2 separate regions of the Mus musculus genome follow, and region 2 is linked to region 1. The links are chromatin contacts, called in public promoter capture Hi-C maps. All regions are on one chromosome and are shown on one strand. The core of a region is the stretch at or near the end of the contact, and the rest is flanking DNA. Distances in the headings are between cores, read along the strand shown.

The links. Promoter capture Hi-C pulls out the DNA fragments that hold promoters and counts their contacts.
Region 2: a promoter capture Hi-C map of embryonic stem cells shows a contact between it and region 1. The contact joins the promoter of Zdbf2 here to the promoter of Ino80d in region 1. A contact is called at or near these places in 1 of 39 promoter capture datasets (embryonic stem cells) and 1 of 9 other capture datasets (pancreatic islet).

The regions. Positions count from the first base shown.
Region 1 is chr1:63,112,109-63,116,120 of GRCm38.p6, forward strand. Ino80d (INO80 complex subunit D) reads right to left here and starts at 2,159. Exons shown (of 12, transcript NM_001114609.1): 1 at 2,103-2,159. It overlaps Ino80dos (INO80 complex subunit D, opposite strand), which reads left to right and starts at 2,363. Exons shown (of 4, transcript NR_045915.1): 1 at 2,363-2,436.
Region 2 is chr1:63,271,182-63,275,193 of GRCm38.p6, forward strand. It overlaps Zdbf2 (zinc finger, DBF-type containing 2), which reads left to right and starts at 2,088. Exons shown (of 7, transcript NM_028673.1): 1 at 2,088-2,291; 2 at 3,915-3,997. It overlaps Gm11608 (a long non-coding RNA gene), which reads right to left and starts at 2,075. Exons shown (of 3, transcript XR_865482.2): 1 at 2,023-2,075.

The sequences.
Region 1 (4,012 bases), core at 909-3,408:
AATATCAAGACTTTCTTAGGCACAATTCTAAATGACTGGGTATCTAAAAAGGCGCTCTCTTTTAGACAAAAGCAAAGAGTCCTTGGAATCCTTACAATCCTTGTAAGGAGCCTCAGTGTGATGCCTGACAGAAGCCAGCGCAGACCAGAGCATGGATTATCCTGATGCTCTGCGATGGTCAGGCAGCTTTTCACTAACTACTCTGTAGACTGGACCACCTCTGCCAGCAACCTCCAACCTGCAACCAAGCAGGACACAAGAGCACCTGCACACACACACACACACACACACACACACACACACAGAGCCCCAAGCTCTGAGAGAAATATGGAAATTTCAAAAAAGAACTAATAAAAGAAGTCAAATGAAGTCTCCACACATGCCCACACTGGGGCTGGGGGTGGCAGGGCCACATTGCAATTTCAACATAAAACAATACCCAGGTGAGGTCAGTTGTAGCCTCGATAAACAGCCTATCCTTGGAAAGAAAGAAACTCTTGATTTGGAAACTTAAATTTACTCCACGAAAGAAAAAGAAGAGAAAAAAAGTTCCAGAGCTGATGGCACCAAAACAGAACCAAAAAAAAAAAAAAAAAAAAAAATCTAGTTCTTTGACAGGGTAGGCCAAAGCCAAACTCTAATGTTCGGTTCACAGGGCTCCTCCACAGACAACACCACCCCCAAACTGGAGCAATGAGAACTTTACGCTTCCATAAACCCCCGTGGTTTCTATTCTAGAGTGACACCTAAGGACATCACCTAAACCGAAATAGGCTCAGAACAAATCGGGCATTGCTCCTTGCGCTGCAGGTAGACCTTACTTCCCCAGGCGCCCAGCCCTCCAGGTCCTTCCTCCCAGTTTTGAATGCTCTGTCTGTCAGCCGAGGTCTCCCCCATGGCTTCAGCGTCTGAGTCGGTTCTAACCGGACAAGTGACCAACTAAGAGGGGTAAAGTCCTACCACGGAGGGCAGGGGACTGCTCCAGAAGCCTGCCTGGTCCTGCCCCTCTCCCTGACAGTTTGCTCTCTGCTCTCTTCTTAACTACCTTCCTGCCGGAGCTGTCCAGAGAGGGAGACTGAGGACCCAAAGGAGTCCGGGAGAGAAGGTGGGGGTAGTAATAAAGACACAAGTAGCACCCCCACAGCTCCTTGGTGGGGTGCTGGGTTTTTTAAAAAGGGGGGAGGAGGGGAGGCCGATGGACCCTGACTTTGCAATAGAAACAGCACCTGAATCTACCTCCTCCCTTCCCCACCCCCGAAAGCCCAGTCACTAACTAATAAAGCTAAGAAAAACCCCTTGAAAACTTTTCCAAACCGGAAGAGACGGCTTCTCCCCGGGCCCTGGAGCTCTTGGGGAATGGGCTGGAGTTGGCAGCCCCGTCGGGGATCGCGGGGAGCGGGGTGGGGCGCGGCGCGGGCGAGGGGTGCAGGGGCGGAGTACCTTGAACGGACAGGAACTGGCAAAGAGTTTCGAGCCAGCCGAGTGCTCGCCCCCCGAAGCCCTCGGGGGTCCCGGGCGCTAGGACCGGGGCTCCCCGGAGAGAAGGCGGCCTCCAATTCGGGCCTAAAAGGAAACTTTCCGGGCCGCGGCTGCACCTGACTCCTCGCCGCCCCTCCACCCCACGCCCGCCAGGCCGCCCGCCCCGCCCCGGCCAGGCCGCCCAGAGCGCCGTGGAGCGGGGGGGATAAACAAACCCAACAGTTACCGGAATCCGGGGGGCCCCGTCTGCGCGATGCCCGGGGACGGGGTGCTGCCGCACGGTCCCCACTCCGAGGCCCCGTCGCCCCGGTCCCCGCCGCCCAGCCCTCCGTCCCGCGGGAGAGCTTGGGGCCGGCGCAGGATGCAGCCCGCCCGCCCGCCCCGAGGCCCCGGGGGACCCCAGGGGCGCGGGAGGCCTGTGGCGCGGGGGCAGGGCGCGGCCGCCGCGGGGCCCGAGGCCTAGGGCGCCCCCCCTTCCGCAGCACTCCTGGGGCCCGGCCCGCGCAGGCCGCGCCGCTCGCCGCGCTCAGGCCGCCGCCGGAACCCCCGCCGACGCTGCCCGCGGGCGTCCCCGAGGCCCCCGGTGCCCCATCCCCCGCCACCCCAGCGCCGGCCCCACTCACCCTTTCATTCTCCGCCCGCGGCCTGGCGTGGGCCGGCGAATCCCCGGCCTCACGTAAGCGCGCTCGCCGCCCGCCCTGCCTACGCGGCCCAGCCCGCCGCCCTACGGGAGCCCGGGGATGTGGGCCGGGCCTGGGGCCGCCTCTGCTTACCTTTCAGCTGCTTTTTTTTTTTTTTTTTTTTTTAATTTTTTTTTCCTCCTTCCTCCCCCTCAACCCCCCCTCCCTCGCCTAGGCTGACAGATCAGAGAGGCGCTGGCAGTGGACTTAGGGAGCTCGGCTGCTACTGCTCCCTCCCTGGGCTTCGGCAAGAGTCTTTCCCTGTCTAACACGAGGGGTGAGGATCATATTTTTATTTTGGAAACTAAAAAGTGCTCCCAGGGTCGGTGATCATTAAGGGGAAATCCCTGAATATACTCTCCAGCCAAGAAGGCAGGGCTGCCCGCCTGCACTAGAAGAGGCAGCAGCCTCCTACAGCACCACTACAGGCACCGCGAGGACATAACACCACAGAGCAGTTCCTCTGCCCTCCGAAACGACAACTTTCCTACCATCTTGGAGGCAGAGGAGAGAGGGGCCAAGGGGAGAAGTGCACCGGCTCCAGCCAGATAAAGTCCAAATTTCTACCTCTCATCGCTGGAAAAAAGCCCATACTTGAGAAAAAGCAGGGAAGAAACAGAAAGGAGGTCGTGTGCTCCGTGGTGGGGAATGTTTCTGCACCTTCTGATGGAAAGAAATCTTTACAAGACACAGGTTTTACGATATTATTGTTTTCCATGTTAACTTTTTCCATAAGGGTGACAGTGGCAGCTTACTTTTTTTTTTCTATTTTTTTTTCTTTTTTTCAGGCTAATAATGATTTTTCTCTATGGCAGGTCCAAGTTCTGTATCTGGTGGCCAGTCTGTAAATTGGCACTTGAGAGACTTAGAGGTCACGGTATTGTCTTTATTTAATGCTCGTTTATGTTGTATGTATTCGTACTTATGGTTTCATGTATTAGAGGTAAGATTTTGTGGTTTTGGTATCTGAGGAACTGAGGCTGCTGAGAGTCAATTGTAAAGAGATGGCTTTTGTCTTCTCTCAGAGCAATGTAAGTAAAACCTATTGACTGCCCAGAAAGGCATAATACAGCTGTTTATTTTTCACGGTGCAAATAGAAGTAGTGTGTATTTAAACTCTCAGGACAGCTGAGCAAGCCAGTTCATCTATCAGCCCAAGAAGAAAGATGACTCCTATAAACCTAGCAACAGATTGAAAGATGCCTTGGATTTTCTTCAAGTAAAATTATTTATTAAGAATTATATCTAGAATTCCATTTCTGTTATTTTCTTTTAGTTTGCATAGATTGATGAATGTCTAGGCCTTTGGTACATTGCATACTTTGCTGCCTGCTTCTTGGAACACAGAATTGAGGGGTAGGCTTCTCTTCCCTAGTGTTGGAATGTTCAGAACTTCCGGTGTAGTGTCAGCCTGTTGAGCGACTTTGTACATTGCAAAGATGTAATAGGTTTACTTTTTTTAAGTGATTTTTTGTTTTATGTACATTGGTGTTTTGCCTGCGTGTATGGCTGTGTGAGGGTTTTAGATGCCCAAGAACTGGACTTACAGACAGTTGTGAGCTGCCATGTGGCACTTGAGCTGGGTCCTCTGGAAGATCAGCCAGTGCTCTTAACCACTGAGCCATTTGTCCAGCCCCAGAATCTCCTCCCTTTCTTTCTTTCTTTTTTTTTTTTTTAATGAACAAACTTTAGCACATAAACAGGATCAAAGAAAAAGTGCACCAGGCATGGAGACAGCCAGCTGCTGCTGCAGCCTGACATGTCCATGGCGGAGGTGTTAGGAGAAGTAGGAACTAGCCAGGCTTTTTGTATGTTGCAAGGGAATTAGGGATGCTCATTTAAAATTCATTGCA
Region 2 (4,012 bases), core at 838-3,337, 160 kb after region 1:
AATGCACAAGATCTTAGTCATTCAAGCAGCTAGCCCAACCTCTCCCTCGAATTTTGGCGCTGGCACCTTCTTGATCTAAGTAGGAGTCAGTGACTTCAGGTGATCTCCAAGCCATCTTGTCTCTCTTCAGTGTTTCTGATTAAAGTTGAAAAGGGATTATAAGTGGGCTGCTTGACTCAGTTAAAAAAAAAAGAAAAAGAAAAAAGAGATATTCAAGGTGGACTTTTTCCTTTTTGTTTTAGTACTGGATTAGCTTTATAGTGTGTGTGTGTGTGTGTGTGTGTGTGTGTGTGTGTGTGTTGAGTTAAAGTCTTGCTGGGTAGCTCAGGCTGGCCTCACATGTGAGATCCCCATGCCTTCTGGGTGCTGGGGATTGCAGGAACATGGCACCTTGCCCAGTGGGGCTTGTCGTTTCACTGTTCAGCCACAGGTCCCCCAAAGCACTGAGAACTAATGTTCTTGCTGAGCAACTGGGTACTGGCATCAAGGCAATAGATTTTAGCCCATCTTGTCACCCTCATCTCGGAAGTGCTGGGGAAACTGATTTTGGTTTTAGAAAAATCCTCCTTTCAAAAAAAAAAAAAAAGTCATCCCTTTCCCCAGGAAATCTTTTCCACATTTATTGTGTGTGTGTGTGTTCCTGTGCGCTTGAGCTGTCTTGAGCTAGAAGCTTGCAAGTTGTTTTCAAGTTTGAATGGCGAGATGTCTAATACTTCCCTTCCTTGTAGGGTTGCGGGTTTCATTAAACAATGCATTTTTACTCGTTTGAAGCAAGAACAGTTTTAAACAGCTGCACACATCTTTTGTATGTGGTAGCAATACTGCCATCTGGCCAACAAAATCAAGAGGCCCCAAGTTTTTAAGATGCATTCTGATTTTGGAGATGTTGAAGTGGGAAGATTAAAAAAAAAATGTGTGCTTTAGCTGAAATACAGTTATGTCAGGAGAAAAGGGTTAATTCGTGACTGGGTTTCGTCGATAATTCCAAGGCTGACAAGTGTAAAACATTTCTCTTAAAGACGTTTGTATTTTTGGTGTTTTACAAGAAATCTAGAGACTGGGAATATATACATCAGGGTTTGGCTGGAATGTGTTGTGTGTTGAGTGGCTGGGATGAGTCTCCAGAAAGGCCGTGCCAACAGCACCACGAATACTTTTACATAAAGCATGGCTCCCTAGCCTTGAGCGGTACTTGTACTTTAAGCACTTAGGAGGGCAAAGCAAGAGAATTAAGAGTTTGAGACCAACCTGAGCTACTTAGTGAACACCCTGTCTGCAAAAGAAAAGGATGTGTGTGTGTGAAGGAAATATAGCTTTCAGAGGCTGTTCTTATTTTAGGTAACGATTATTTTCTTCATCACAGACTCTTAGTACATATTCAGTAGTAACTGATTTAGCTTTGTGTCTCCCCATAGCACTTGGTTTTTGCTCACTACTGCTTTTGTAGAAGATAGGGCAGTGAATGTACTTGAGGGCAAACAGATATTTGTTAATTTTCGTAACCCTTTCTTGTGCTTATTAGAAGTCTGAATACCTTGTCTCTTTAAAGGAACCCGGGTCTCCCCTTTTGTTAAAGGGGGCTCATTGGACTCATTTTACAGTTACCCTTCAGCAGTGAAACGCAGAACGCGATAGCAACCTTAAAACAGTGTCTAGCCCTGAGTAAACGGGTCTTTGAAAAGCAGCTTTTGGTTGAGGCACCTCACTGCAGACTCTGGGCAACCAAGCTCTTCATTAACCCCTTGAACGCCATTCTCCTTGCCCGAATTCACATGTTGCTTCGCGAGCCATTTTTCATCTGGTCACTTGGGACTTAACTTCTCCAAAAGCTGAAGCTTGGCTCTGGGTCCCGGTCCCAAGCCCCAAACCCCAAGCTCTGATTCGGGCGGGGGGCGCGTGGGGCGGCGCCTGCAGGAAGTGTGCGCTTTAAGAGCGGGAGGAAGGGGCTCGCAGCGGCGGGGGCTGGCGCGGGGGCCGGGGGCGGCGCCGGGCCGTGCGTCAGAAGGGGCCCAGTGTTCGCACCTTCGCTGACGTCAGAGCTGCAGTGGGGCTGCGGTGCCTTGGCCAGCCCGTGCCAGCCCGAGCCCAGTCGCGACTCGGAGCCCGCGTCGAGCGACACGCGCTCCGCTCCGCTCCGCTCCTCCGTTCCGGGCGGGCGTGGCCCGGGGCCCGGCGGCTTCGGGACGTTTCGGGGGTCCTCGCGGCGCGGCGGAACCCAAGCGGCGGGCAGCGCGCCCAGGCCGGCCGCGGCCCGCAGCGGCCCGGAAGGAGAGCAGGAGGCATCCACGGAGGTGAGTGCCGTGGCGGGGCGGGCCGTGGCGGTGTGCGGGCCGGGAAACCCGCTTCCTGCCCGGGGGCGGCGTGGACGGCTCGTCCGGACTCCCGCGCTCGCCGCGACGGACTCGGGCGGCCTCACGGCGCGCAGCCCCGGGGCGGCTGCGGGGCACGGCGGAGGGAGGAGGTGAGCCCTGGTGGCGGCAGGGACGCGGGAGAGGCCAGGGCGGGCAGCGGGCGGCGGGCGGCGGGCGGACCGGGCCGCGCGAGGCATTCGGCGCCACCTGTCCACACACCCCCTTCGCCGCGTTGCCTGCGCGCTCGGTCCCCGGCCTTCCCCGCCGCGGAGTTTTGCTGGGGACCGTCGATGCTGGGTCGTGTGAGTGTGTGCGTGTTACCGATCGCTTTGCTGCCGTCGTGCAACAGTTGTGTAGAGCTGGTCAGAGACGCCATCGTCGTCTTTACTTGCTCCCAAGAAGGCCCTTTCCAGGTTCTACGGTTTTCTGACGACAGTTATGGGTAGCTCGGGAAAGAAAAAGAAAAGATGCAGGTCGCAAGGCACTAAAAACGGTTTTCGTCCCCAAATGATACTGTTTTTTTTAAATACGTGTATTTGTTTTTGCTGCAGTTATATGCTTCGAGGGGCGGCGAGGGGCATGGAGAAAGCCCGTAGCAAATCTCATCCACTAGAGAGAGTCCATTAACAATTTCAGATTATCAGCCCCTTCTTTTTGAGAATGTATACGTTCATGTACTTGCTTCATGTGCGTGTTTTACATAAGTGTGGGTGTTTATTTTTCGTTCTTTTCACTTAATACATCGAGGACTTTTTCTGTATGGTCTGAAACCAAAGCGTTACATGCTAGCTAGAAACTCGTTGAAAATTTGATTACGTATCACTGCAGTAGCCAGCCCATTGGCTGGAAGAAAGCTGAAATCAGGGTAGCAACCGGTTTCTATAACATATTGTTTACTCTTCCTAATAATTTGGGGCACTGTTTTTCATACCTGTTGGTCAATTGAGAGACTGATGTAGTTATTCATGACTAACATTAAAAAATGAATTAAGATAACAAAAAATGCCAGAATGTATACAGCTAGGGTATTGTTTTGTGAAACCTTTAAAAACTGCGTGTGCGTGTGTGTGCATGTGTGTGTGTACGCGCGCACTCTCGAGCATTGGGTTGTAATATAAAAATGTTATTGCTTCCTATGGTCTCATGCTAAATAACCTTAAAGTCACCAAAGTACTTTCAACACTCAAAAGGTATAAATGATGGAATTAAACTAAATGTTAATTTTATCCTTTTTTGTTTTCAGAGTAGTGATAATTGTATAGTGTACCAAATTTGGTTGCTAATTATTTGCTTTCACCTAATATTAAAACATTTTTTTTCTAAAAATTATTCTATTAAATTCTATTTTTCTATTAAAAAATGTCTAGATGTTAAGGAACTGAAGCACCATTTGCTCAGTTTCACCAGCCACCCTGTTTTTGGTGTGAGACCTGGAACAATATCCTTCCTTATTCTAAACCTCGGGTTGCCTCCTATCTTTTGATAAGATAATGCATTTGAAGCTGCTGACAGCATGCCTGGCTCAGATTAAGTGCTCACGGTTAGCTATTATTATTTTATTAGGACCCAATGGAAGTGTCCAGGATGCTTGTCGCCATCGGGAAACCAGCATAGCATGGATAACCCAAAAGGAAAAAAAAGCAAAGGTGAAAATTAGTTGC